Regions from separate parts of the Mus musculus genome. Here all the other regions are linked to region 3. The links are chromatin contacts, called in public HiChIP or PLAC-seq maps. All regions are on one chromosome and are shown on one strand. Each heading gives the region's core, a stretch centred on a gene start, on an enhancer-like site or on the middle of the called end of the contact. The rest is flanking DNA. Distances are from core to core; before and after follow the strand shown.

The links. HiChIP or PLAC-seq counts read pairs in DNA pulled down with a chosen protein or histone mark.
Region 1: an H3K27ac HiChIP or PLAC-seq map of embryonic stem cells shows a contact between it and region 3, with 6 read pairs. The contact joins two enhancer-like sites. A contact is called at or near these places in 4 of 15 datasets of contacts at CTCF or cohesin (embryonic stem cells and pro-B cells), 81 of 484 Hi-C or Micro-C datasets (the AML12 cell line, the AtT-20 cell line, the Ba/F3 cell line and 29 more), 10 of 115 datasets of contacts at active chromatin or transcription factors (bone marrow-derived dendritic cells, embryonic stem cells and stem cell-derived neural progenitor cells) and 2 of 9 other capture datasets (adipose tissue and pancreatic islet).
Region 2: a contact with region 3 is called in an H3K27ac HiChIP or PLAC-seq map of embryonic stem cells, with 7 read pairs. The contact joins two enhancer-like sites. A contact is called at or near these places in 1 of 15 datasets of contacts at CTCF or cohesin (embryonic stem cells), 8 of 484 Hi-C or Micro-C datasets (the AML12 cell line, embryonic stem cells and undifferentiated spermatogonia), 5 of 115 datasets of contacts at active chromatin or transcription factors (embryonic stem cells and microglia) and 3 of 9 other capture datasets (adipose tissue, liver and pancreatic islet).

What each region holds. Positions count from the first base shown.
Region 1 is chr2:71,165,524-71,169,044 of GRCm38.p6, forward strand. No RefSeq gene overlaps it. Among named protein-coding and RNA genes, the nearest start is that of Gm39576, 12 kb to the left of the region's middle. Within about 2 kb of position 1,863, at least 14 of the 459 cell types and tissues checked have an H3K27ac peak or open chromatin away from gene starts, as enhancers often do. A contact at or near this core is called in embryonic stem cells, where this site is marked.
Region 2 is chr2:71,346,637-71,349,958 of GRCm38.p6, forward strand. All of the region lies in intron 2 of Slc25a12 (solute carrier family 25 (mitochondrial carrier, Aralar), member 12), which reads right to left. Among named protein-coding and RNA genes, the nearest start is that of Slc25a12, 19 kb to the right of the region's middle. Within about 2 kb of position 1,260, at least 11 of the 459 cell types and tissues checked have an H3K27ac peak or open chromatin away from gene starts, as enhancers often do. A contact at or near this core is called in embryonic stem cells, where this site is marked.
Region 3 is chr2:71,242,091-71,245,654 of GRCm38.p6, forward strand. The region is part of intron 5 of Dync1i2 (dynein cytoplasmic 1 intermediate chain 2); the gene reads left to right. Among named protein-coding and RNA genes, the nearest start is that of Dync1i2, 32 kb to the left of the region's middle. Within about 2 kb of position 1,376, at least 8 of the 459 cell types and tissues checked have an H3K27ac peak or open chromatin away from gene starts, as enhancers often do. A contact at or near this core is called in embryonic stem cells, where this site is marked.

The DNA.
Region 1 (3,521 bases), core at 613-3,112, 76 kb before region 3:
TTTGCCGCTACTGATATACAATATATGAACTATAACTTCAGACCTATGCTATAGCAAAAACACAATCACAAGACATGCGTTACAATGGAAACAGAGGTTAAGGCGTATCTGAAATGTTTCTTTAAAACGTACATAAGATTTTTATGGTGAAATCATGAAAATTAAGTAAGATGCATCAAAGACACAGTGGAGTGAAGAGTTGAGGATCTTTATGACCAGAGGTGACCTGGCTGAGGGCTCCTGTGGTCCTTTGTCCATGGTTCATCTGACAGCTAAGGGTTTGAAACCTTTAATGTCTATTTAGAACTCAGGAGTTGCTGTCCACATCAAATCAGCCACAAAACTCTGCTCCCATCACTAGGGAAGTTTGATTCGGGCTTCTAATTCTTTCCACAAAGAAAACACGAAGCCCAGCTAGTGATTAATGCAAGCATCTGACAGATGTGTATGGTCAGCTCCCATATCTTTCAGATACTAAGCACAAGATTTGGCTTCATACCCCAGCCATGGCTCACGTCTGCTGCTGGTGCAATCTGGAGCTACCTCCAGATAAGATAGGATGGAGATGCTTCCAAGAAAATAGAATTGGTTTAAAAATCTTAAGCCAACATGGGGAGCTGAGGCAGGGGAACCTTTTGAACCCAGGAATTCAAGATGGAGTTTATAGAGAACCCCATTCTCTCTCCCTCCCCACCTGTATGTGTGTATCACAGTCTTAAATATTACCCACCCAGTAGTAATATATTACATGTATTGTATATAATATATTATATTAACTTATTAGATCATATGTTAATATATTATACAATATATAAAAGCTTACTTCATTAGAACCAAGCTAGGCTTGTTTCCACAATAAAGGTAGCCCAGGATGGGCATGATATGCATGCCTTTAATCCCAGCACGTAGGAGGCAGAAGCATGATGAGGTCTGTGAGTTTTAGGCTAGCCTGGTCTACATATCAAGACCCTGTCTAAAATAAAAATTAATTTGACATTACAAAGCCCATTTGGCATTCACCATTATTCAGTATATTACTGATGAAAACATTTTACTTCAACAGATTTTTAAAAAGCAACTAAGTTTAATAGTCTTTCGAATTCCCTTTTTAATAAGACAGTCTTTCAGTCTGTAGCCAAGGCTATCCTAGAACTTTCAGTAATACTCTGACCTCAGCTCCCAAGTGCTGGGATTATAGTCTTGAGCTATCAGTTCCAACCCAATAACTTTTTTTTTGTTTTGTTTTTTTTTTGTTTTGTTTTGTTTTTTGTTTTTTTAGGAGACAGAGTTTCTCTGTGTAGCCCTGGCTGTCCTGGAACTCACTCTGTAGACCAGGCTGGCCTCGAACTCAGAAAATCTGCCTGCCTCTGCCTCCCAAGTGCTGGGATTAAAGGCATGTGCCACCACTGCCCGGCTAATCTTTTTTTAATGTTAGAAATTCTTAGTAAATTGAGGCTAAAAGACCTGATAAAGAGAAGCCATAAAAATCTAGTGGCAAATGTTATAATCATGAAACCTTAAGATCTTTGTAAGGTTTTGTGAACTTTCTCACCGCTTCTATTTAGATGGCCCAGCCCCTAAGCCAGGAAAAATAATAAACGGCTGCAGGGAGGGTGCGGAGTTTAACCTTGGCCGTCAAGCTGGCATATGTAGGAAGAGGGAGGAAGAGGGAGTCTCTACTAGAGTTGCCTCCAGCAGATTGGCCTATGGGCAGGTCTGTAGGGTATTTTAAAATTGCTAATTGATGGGAAGAGACCCAGATGGCGCCACCCCTAGGCAGGTGGTCCTGAGATGTATAAGGTAGTGGAGCAAGCCAGAGCAAGCCAGGGAAAGACAGCTGATAAGTACTCTTTCATGGCCTCTGTGTTACTTCCTGCCTCCAGGTTCCCGCCCCAAGTTCCTGCCTTGGCTTCTTGTAATGGACTGGGATGAGCCGTAACAAAGAAACCAATCTAGGAAGAACAACAGAGTTCTATGTGTGGGTGGCTAGCTCGGAAATTCCAAAGAACCTTTTGAGGTCATTGGCTTCACCTGTGTTTGTCAGGTTACCTGTAAATAAGATCTCTGGGGCTGGTGAGATGGCTCAGTTGGTAAGAGTACCCTACTGCTCTTCCGAAGGTCCAGAGTTCAAATCCCAGCTACCACATGGTGGCTCACAACCATCCGTAACGAGATCTGACACCCTCTTCTGGAGTGTCAGAAGACAGCTACAGTGTACTTTACATATATTAAAAAAAAAAAAAGAATAGCAGCCATTATTAAAAAAATAATAATAATAAGGTCTCTGTGCAAAACCAGGGCCTGCAAGATAGCTTGGCAAGTGAAGGCACCTGCCACCTAAGTTCAAACTGACTCCCACAAGCTGTTAGCTGACCTTCACATGTGTGGATGTATATATGCCCCCCCCCCCCCGCCCCATGCCTGACAGGCAGACATAATAAATAAGTGTAAAATTATAAGAACTCCAAAGCTATATCTGAGTAATAAACATGTTAAAAACACTACTACAAGATACAACCAAACAACAATAAAACCAAACAAGCAAATTCCCTTTGTGTTTGGGGAAGAATTCTCCCAGAAATTCTTCTTTTTCCTCTCTAATTCAAATCATCACGAATTCATGCTTCTTGCCAATCTCAACAAACAAGAAATAAACCCAAGTAATATAGAACTATCATTAATAAGCACATTTTTTCTCATAATGAATTCATTGTTATCCATAGGATTCCAGCCTCCCCTCCCCCGCCACACATACACATACACACACACACACACACACACACACACACACACACAGAGACACAAGGATCCGAAGATGCTCCAGTCCCTTGTAAATGATGTACACATCCTCCTGTATCTTTTAAGGCATCTCTTGATTACTTATGATACCCAATAAAACATGCATGGCACCTTCGTAGTTATATGGTATTGTTTAGAGAATTATACATGAAAAAAAGTCTACACACTTAGTACAGACGAGTTCTTAAAAAAAAAAAAACATTTTCAGCCTATGATTGATTGATTCGTGGATGTGGAACCTTCAGACAGTGAGAGCTGACTAGTCTTCAACAATCCCAGACCTTGGCTTTAGGCCAACTGGTTTCTTGCTTTTGTTATTTGCAACAGAATCCAGGATTCAGAGGGAATAAAAGAGCTGAGCAGAAATATAATTCTCGATAATATTGTCTCTGTGCCTTATGCACTTATCCTTTTTGTCTCTCCCCAGGGAAAAGGCAGCTATTCTTCTTTATGCTAAATCCAGCTGTCCTCCCCACGGTGGTCATGTAAATCCTGGCACTGAACGTGGGGCGGAATAAAGCCACGGCTGTGGGAAGCTTTCACTGAAGAGCAACAGGCGGCCCCGAGCCCCAGACTGCTCCAGCCGTTTTCTCCTAAAAATGTAAGGTTCTATTCATCAAAAACTTTTATATATTCTTGTGATTTTTCTTTTTAAAAAAAAAAAGAAAGAAAGAAAAGGAAGAGGAAGAAAGATCAACATGATATGCAGGCAAAGAATAAGG
Region 2 (3,322 bases), core at 10-2,509, 100 kb after region 3:
TATTCTAGCAGTTCTTGTTACACATGTCTTTCCTTGCTCTTCAGCATTTGGCATAATAGGACACATGTAGATATTTGTTTGTTTTTGTTTTTGAAACAGGATCCCTATATCCTGGGCTGGCCTGAAACTCTCTATGACCTTGAACTTCTCATCCTCCTACCTTGATCCCCCAACCATTCCCACCTACTCCCCCGACCCCACCCCACCACACCCCACCCCATCCCCGTTCAGGGACTGCATAGATGACTACCATGCAGTGCTAGATATCAGACCAGGACCTGAGACCAGCTGGGCGAGCACTCTACCAACTGAGCTAAATCCTCAGTCCCTGGACAGGTTTGATGAAGACGGGCCGGGGTGGAAAGAGAGGGCCACAGTAGTCATGGGGTTACTGCAAGTGGCAAGGGACATCAATACAAAAGAAATCTGACAGCAGACTTGAAGGAGGCTGGCAAGCCAACCACCGCTACTGGAACATGACTGCCCAAAACGAAGCCAGAGCGTCATGAAGACCAAAGGAGTGGGGCGGAGGTGGGGCGGAGGGAGACAGCATATCTGATTTCAATCTGAGTGGACGGCTGCAGAAATGAGAAAAATCTTTGTTCCTATCTGGGAGAGGGGCTAATTGGAGAAAGAAATAAGAAGAGAGTGTGGGCTGAGGGTATGGTTCACAGGTACGGCATTTGCACACCGTGGAGGAGGCCCTGGGTTTGATACCTAACACCACCAAAAAGGGTGGTCGGAGTGGGGGTGGGCAGGAGGACGATGACACACGACACAGGACAGAGAAGCATGTAACTGTGTGTTCCCGTTTCCTATTTATAAAAGACAAAAGGAAGAAACAAGAGAATGAGAGGGTGGATGGAGTGGATATAGTTTCCGAGATGGCTCAGAGTGTAAGAGAGCTTGCTACCCAAGCATGAGACCCGAGTTCAAATTCCTAGTACCCACATAAAAGACCAAGGGTGACCATGCAAATTTCTGTAACCATAGCACTTGGGAGGCAGAGGCTGGAGGATTGCTGGAACTTGTTGACTGTCAGTCTCCCTGCAGGTTCAGCAAGAGAAGGTGTACATTGGTTCTTGTAGGTGCCCCTATCCCTACTCCATAGTCACCATACACCACACTCACAAACATAGAAAAAGTGATTGGATGGATGGATGGATGCAGACTCCGGATGGATGCAGACTCCAAAATGACTAGGACAAGAACAGAGGAATTTTCCCCTAATTGGTTAAAGACAAGAAGAAGCCAATCACTGGGCGAGAAGGAGGCGGACCTTCCTGGTCAAAGAGAGGAAAGGGGAAAGCAGGAGTAGGGGACTTCCTTTTGGACGGTGGAAGCCAGGTAACCAAGATGTCGCCCGGGGGCTGTTAGTTCAGGTGGCGGAGTCCACTAGAATCCACCACTGGAAGATTTCTAACATAGAGTAGTTGGTAAATGCTAGGATGCTAGATTCTGTGCCCAGTGATTGTGTTATTCGTTTGGTTCTAAACTAAGATTGTCTGGTGTTTTCCATCTCGTGGCAATTCAACTGAGCTCCAGGGAAAGGTAACCACGGCAGAGTGTGGGTTTGGAAGAGTGCGGCGCCCCAGCTAGCCATGAAAATTTAGGAGTGCTGAGCAGGTTTGGCAGCAGCCAGCTGCGGGGAGAGAGCTATCTTGGAGATCTGGAGAGGCCTTGGCAAAGAACAACATTCGGGCTCAGTACCGGGCTGGGACAAGACTGAGACCACGAGCGGTGCCTAGCTGGCGATAGCGTGTGCTGTATTTTATTTACTACGCACTTCAGAGAAGGATTTTTAATTTCAGATTATTTGCATATACTAATGGGAAATCTTTTTACTGCTGTTATTTTTGTTGGGTTGTTTGATTTTTTTTTTTTTAAAAGGCAGGGTCTTAGGTAGTCTAGGCTGGTCTCAAACTCTATATAGTAGACGCTGTTCTTCTTGCCTCTCCTCTCTCTAGTGCTGGGATTACAGGTGTGCGCCACCATACCCGGCAAAGCTATTCTTCTTGCCTCCCCTCTCTCTAGTGCTGGGACACTAAAGAGACCGCCACACCTGCCCCTTAAAGTATCCAAAACTAAAGTCCCACTGTTTCATGCATACTCTGAAGGTTCGACTGAAAAATGTTCCCATAGCCTGGGGCATTTGGACACTTGGTCCCTAGCTGGTCGCTGTCTGGGGAGGTTTAGGTGGTATAGCCTTGTGTGTCCCTGGAGGCGGACTTAGAAATTAAAAAATTAAAAACTTCCCATCAGCTCCATTTCCCTCTCTGCTTCCGGCTTGTGTTTGAAGAGGTGAGCGCTCAGCTTCGGGCACCTGTAGCCATGTCTGCTGCTTGCCTCCTTGCCACGACAGGCTCATTCCTCTGGAACCGTCAGCCCAAATAAATTTCTTGTAGAAGTTGCCTTAGTCATAGTGCTTTATCCCAGCAAGAAAAAAGTAATCTACACACCTTTCTGTAAGCAGCCCGAAGGTGACTTTAATGCCTTTTTTCACTGTGCTTGTGTCTTGATCTCAGCCCATTACATTAGGTATAGAATTTGCTACCCCTATTATCAAATCAATGCTCAAAAACTTGCATTCTGGGCTGGTGAGATGGCTTAGTGGGTAAGAGCACCAATTGCTCTTCCGGAGGTCATGAGTTCAAATCCCAGCAACCACATGGTGGCTCACAACCATCTATAATTAGAAACAAATAATAAAGAATCTATGGGCCAGATGGAGCAGGAGAAAGGGAAAGAGGGGAGGGAAAAAAGTTAAAAATTGGAAAAAAACAAACTTCCATTCTGAAGCATTTCAGGCCTCAATGTTTAGGAATAGCAATCAATGTTCAACCTATGCTACTTAAGAACAGGGAGGAAACACAGAACACATCAGGTTCTTAGTAACAAATTACCTTCCAGAGGTATGTGTTCTTCAGTGTCTGAGCCTAGCTACCAGGACAAGCCTGCCCTGAATACACAGTGAAAGTAGGTGGGATCCAAAGAGTCCCCAGGATCCCCTCTGACTGTAAAATCCAGGAAACAGCAGCATTAGCACAAGCTACCAAGGACACAGAAGCCAAGGAGGAAAACAAATGGTTTTGTTGACATGCTCTGACTCCGGCCTTGCCAGTACCTACAGTTATAAATGATGCCAGAGAACAACTCCCCCTCAGGTACTCTGCCAGGGTTTCCTCTGACTCTCCTAGTCTGCTTTAACTTGATTTTAACTGAAAGATAGAGTGTGGAGCTGAGGGGGGGCGGGGGAACCCTAAGTCTTCTCAACCGCAGGAGTCAGTTCTTGACTTCCACAGAAAGCAGTGAACTAATTAAC
Region 3 (3,564 bases), core at 126-2,625:
AATCATTAAGCAAATACAAGTGATTCTATTCAAGAAGGGGGAAAAAAAACAGAACTAAGAAAAAGAATGAATCTTATGGATATACTGCTACAACTTTGTTCCTTTGGAAACTGTCTTAAATATCCATTTGATTTGAAGGTATAAGAAGATAGATTTAGGGCTGGAGAGATGACTTAGCAGTTAAGAATACTATCTGCTCTTCCAGAGGTCTTGAGTTCAATTCCCTGCAACCACGTGTTGGCTCACAACCATCTGTAATGGGATCTGATGCCCTCTTCTGGCACTCAGGTATATGTGCACATAGAGCACTCATAAAATAAATAATCTTTAAAAAAAAAAGCAGCAGAAGAAAATAGATTCACAGGGGGTGGGCAAGATGGCTCAGTGGGTAATGACACTTTTGCTGCCAACCCTGATGACTGGCTTTGATCTCCAAGACCCACATTGCGAACTTACCTCCGTAAGTTATTCTCTGACATTCACATGTCCACGTGACACACATGGGCCCAGGCATGTGCCTACACACATACATACACATATTAGATAGGTAGGTAGATGGATGGATTAGATAGGTAGGTGGATGGATGGATGGATGGACAGACAGATAGATTTTTAAGGTTATTTAAAAAATATTAGGGGAAAGTCATTCCTGTCTGGTCTGGACTTTTAAACTAATGATTGGGAAATTCCCACTGCTAATAAATGTTTATAGGGATACTTATAAATTGAATAATTTTTATGAGCCACAAATGCCCTGGTTTAAGTTAGGAATTCATCATGAGATATTAAATCATCTTAAAAGGGTTCATACCAATATAAGAAGACTAGCAATGAACTGTTACCAGCATTAATATTTCCCGAATAGCAATGCACTCAAGATGGGATCTATTAACTGTATGCTGGAAATTATAAGGGATTTATAAGTGACAGTGTTTGTTTATTATGGACTTTCTAAGATCTTGCATATTACTGTTTAAACACAGATATTGTAGAATTAGTCAAAAGTGTACTTTATGGCTTCTTAAACGCACCTTAAGTATGAATGGCATGTAAATAAGAGAACCCGTTCAGAAGCCATCTTCCTTCAGGTGGGCAGAAGCCACCCATTTCACAGATGATTTAACCGATTAACCCACCGCTTTGCTGATTGTTCTAGCAACTGGAATTTCACTCCTTGCTGTTGTCTGTAGTGCAGCTTAATTTACACAACAGTTTTCTTTTATTCTCACCAAAATGCATCACAATTTGGGTGTTAACTCAAAGTAAAAATCCAGGGGTTCATTAGATTTAGTTCACATGCATTTCACAAGAGATGGGCGTTCTAAAGCCGCTGCCACTTCTCTGTGCTCTTTCCTGCTCAGCTGAAACCTCAGCTTCCCCCTCAAGGCAAGCACGGAGTTAATCACTTAGCACGGAGCAATGAATATTCATCAGTAAAGTGATGTGGCTGGCAGTCTTCCTGATCCCTTACCTTCTTCCAGTTTTAAGTATGTTATAGCTTACCATGTAACAGGGAGTGTCGGAGGCAAGCTTTACAACTGTGGTGTTGAAATCTGGGGCTTCATTAGTGGTCCTATGATAGCATGGTTGTAAAAATACTTATTAAGAAGGGCATATTGACTCAGAGAAACAATCTTGTACTTGACATACATATATGTGTGCATGTGTGTAGTAAATAACCTATTATACATGTATGTGTATAGATACACACACATAGTAGGTAATTACTGAAAATATCCTTTATAGTGAAAATAGTCTATTTTTGTAGAGTTTTTTTAGAGCAGCCTAATGTTTGCTTTTATATTCTTGGATAATTACTTAAATGGCCTTTCTGAAACTTGGTTTAAGTATTAATTACAGTTTTTAAGTCCATGGTTAATCATTATAGAAAAGGATATCAGTTTATTGATTCTAAAATGGAATTCTAAGGGTTGTGTTTAAGGAATTGCTGTTAACCATCCACCTGTGTTGGCAAATGTTGTGTAGCAAACATACACAGATCAGCGGCTAACACACTATCCACATTAATGTTTCAGAAGGAAAGAATGTCTGTATGAAATCTTTCCTGTTAAATATGCACATTATGCAGTCACTTAGCACTAAAATATGCTGACTATATATATACATATATATATATATATATACATACATATATATATGCATTACAACAGGAGTTTGACCCCCATCTTTGGGAATGGTAAGTAGGAGTGGGGTAGTACAGCCAAGTAGAGGGAGGAGACAATATGGGCTGGAGTCTGTCATTTATAAGTCACCATGCTCGAGAAGGACTTGTGCTGGATCTAGGGAGACTTTATATCCTTAGTTTTAGAATTTACATACAGTGAACCTGGTAGTTAATAGAATTAGGAAAGCTGATGGTATTAGCAAAAGCTGAGGTATGTTTTTTTCTCATACTAAATGTAAAAAGAAAAGAAAGGAGAAAGAAACCCACAGTGGTATGAGAGCAACACTCATGTTAAGTTATTCTAGAACTCAGCTTATAAATAAATGTAATTAAATTATTTCATTTCGGTATCCCTGAAGATTTTTCTCTGGCAGAGTTGCATCCTAATGTTGGAACAGTACAAGATAGAGTCACCATCAGACACACTGTTTTCAGATTAATAATCCTTTGTGTATGAGAATTCATCTAAGAAGGAGTAGTGTCTTTCTGTTTCTCTATGTGATTATTTTGCCCCAAAAAAGCTTTCATTTTTTTAAGTAGCACAAAAGCTGTAATTGGCATGCTTTGTAAGGAAGTGTCAGTGTGCAAGAGAGTGGCGATCACTAAGAATTCTTTTACGTGTTCTTTCCCCTTTGCGCCACCGCCTCCTCAGCAGGGTCACTGAGATCACTAGCTTTTCTTGAAATGGCCATTTTCACTGGCAGGTGCATTATACCCTGTATTTTCAGATTGTTTTTCCATTCTGAATGTTTGGCAGGTTGATTGCTCTGGCTGCATTGACGGAGAAAGGGCTGACAAATGCGGTTGGGCTGGCTGAAAAGACAGTGATTACTGTTTTCCTTTGTGGCTGATTGAGGCCCTTGAAAGGAAAAATTTTAACCTTCACCATTTGGTTCAAAAGTATGAGCATATATTGAAATCACTCGTGCCATTTATCCCAGTTCTGTAAACTTGTCAGACGTAAAAATCGCTCAATTTCAAGTAATGTAGGATTGGCATACGTCATTATCATTCTGATTAAGTTGGAGGTTGTATCATTGTGTGCGTTATACAGTGTCATTTAAAGCTTTCTCTGCACAGGTACAGTTATATTTTTATTGCTTAGACTATAGAGTTGGAAAGGTTTTCTTAGCTCTCTAAATCTAACACTGTGTGTGGTTTGGCAGCTGGTGTGGCCTACAAGCTGCATTTTGTTTGCAGGGTAAAGGCTTGTCTGTAGCCTCCTGGAGTGTGGGTAATTGCACAGGCTCACCATTGGGGAGAGACACAGGATTGGAAGCAGTCAAGCGGAAGAATGTTATGCCATCCCCTTGCCACCTTGCAGCAGAAAGACACAAGCCCAGCAGTGCCATCTGGTTGCTGCTATCTAGTCAGCTGGC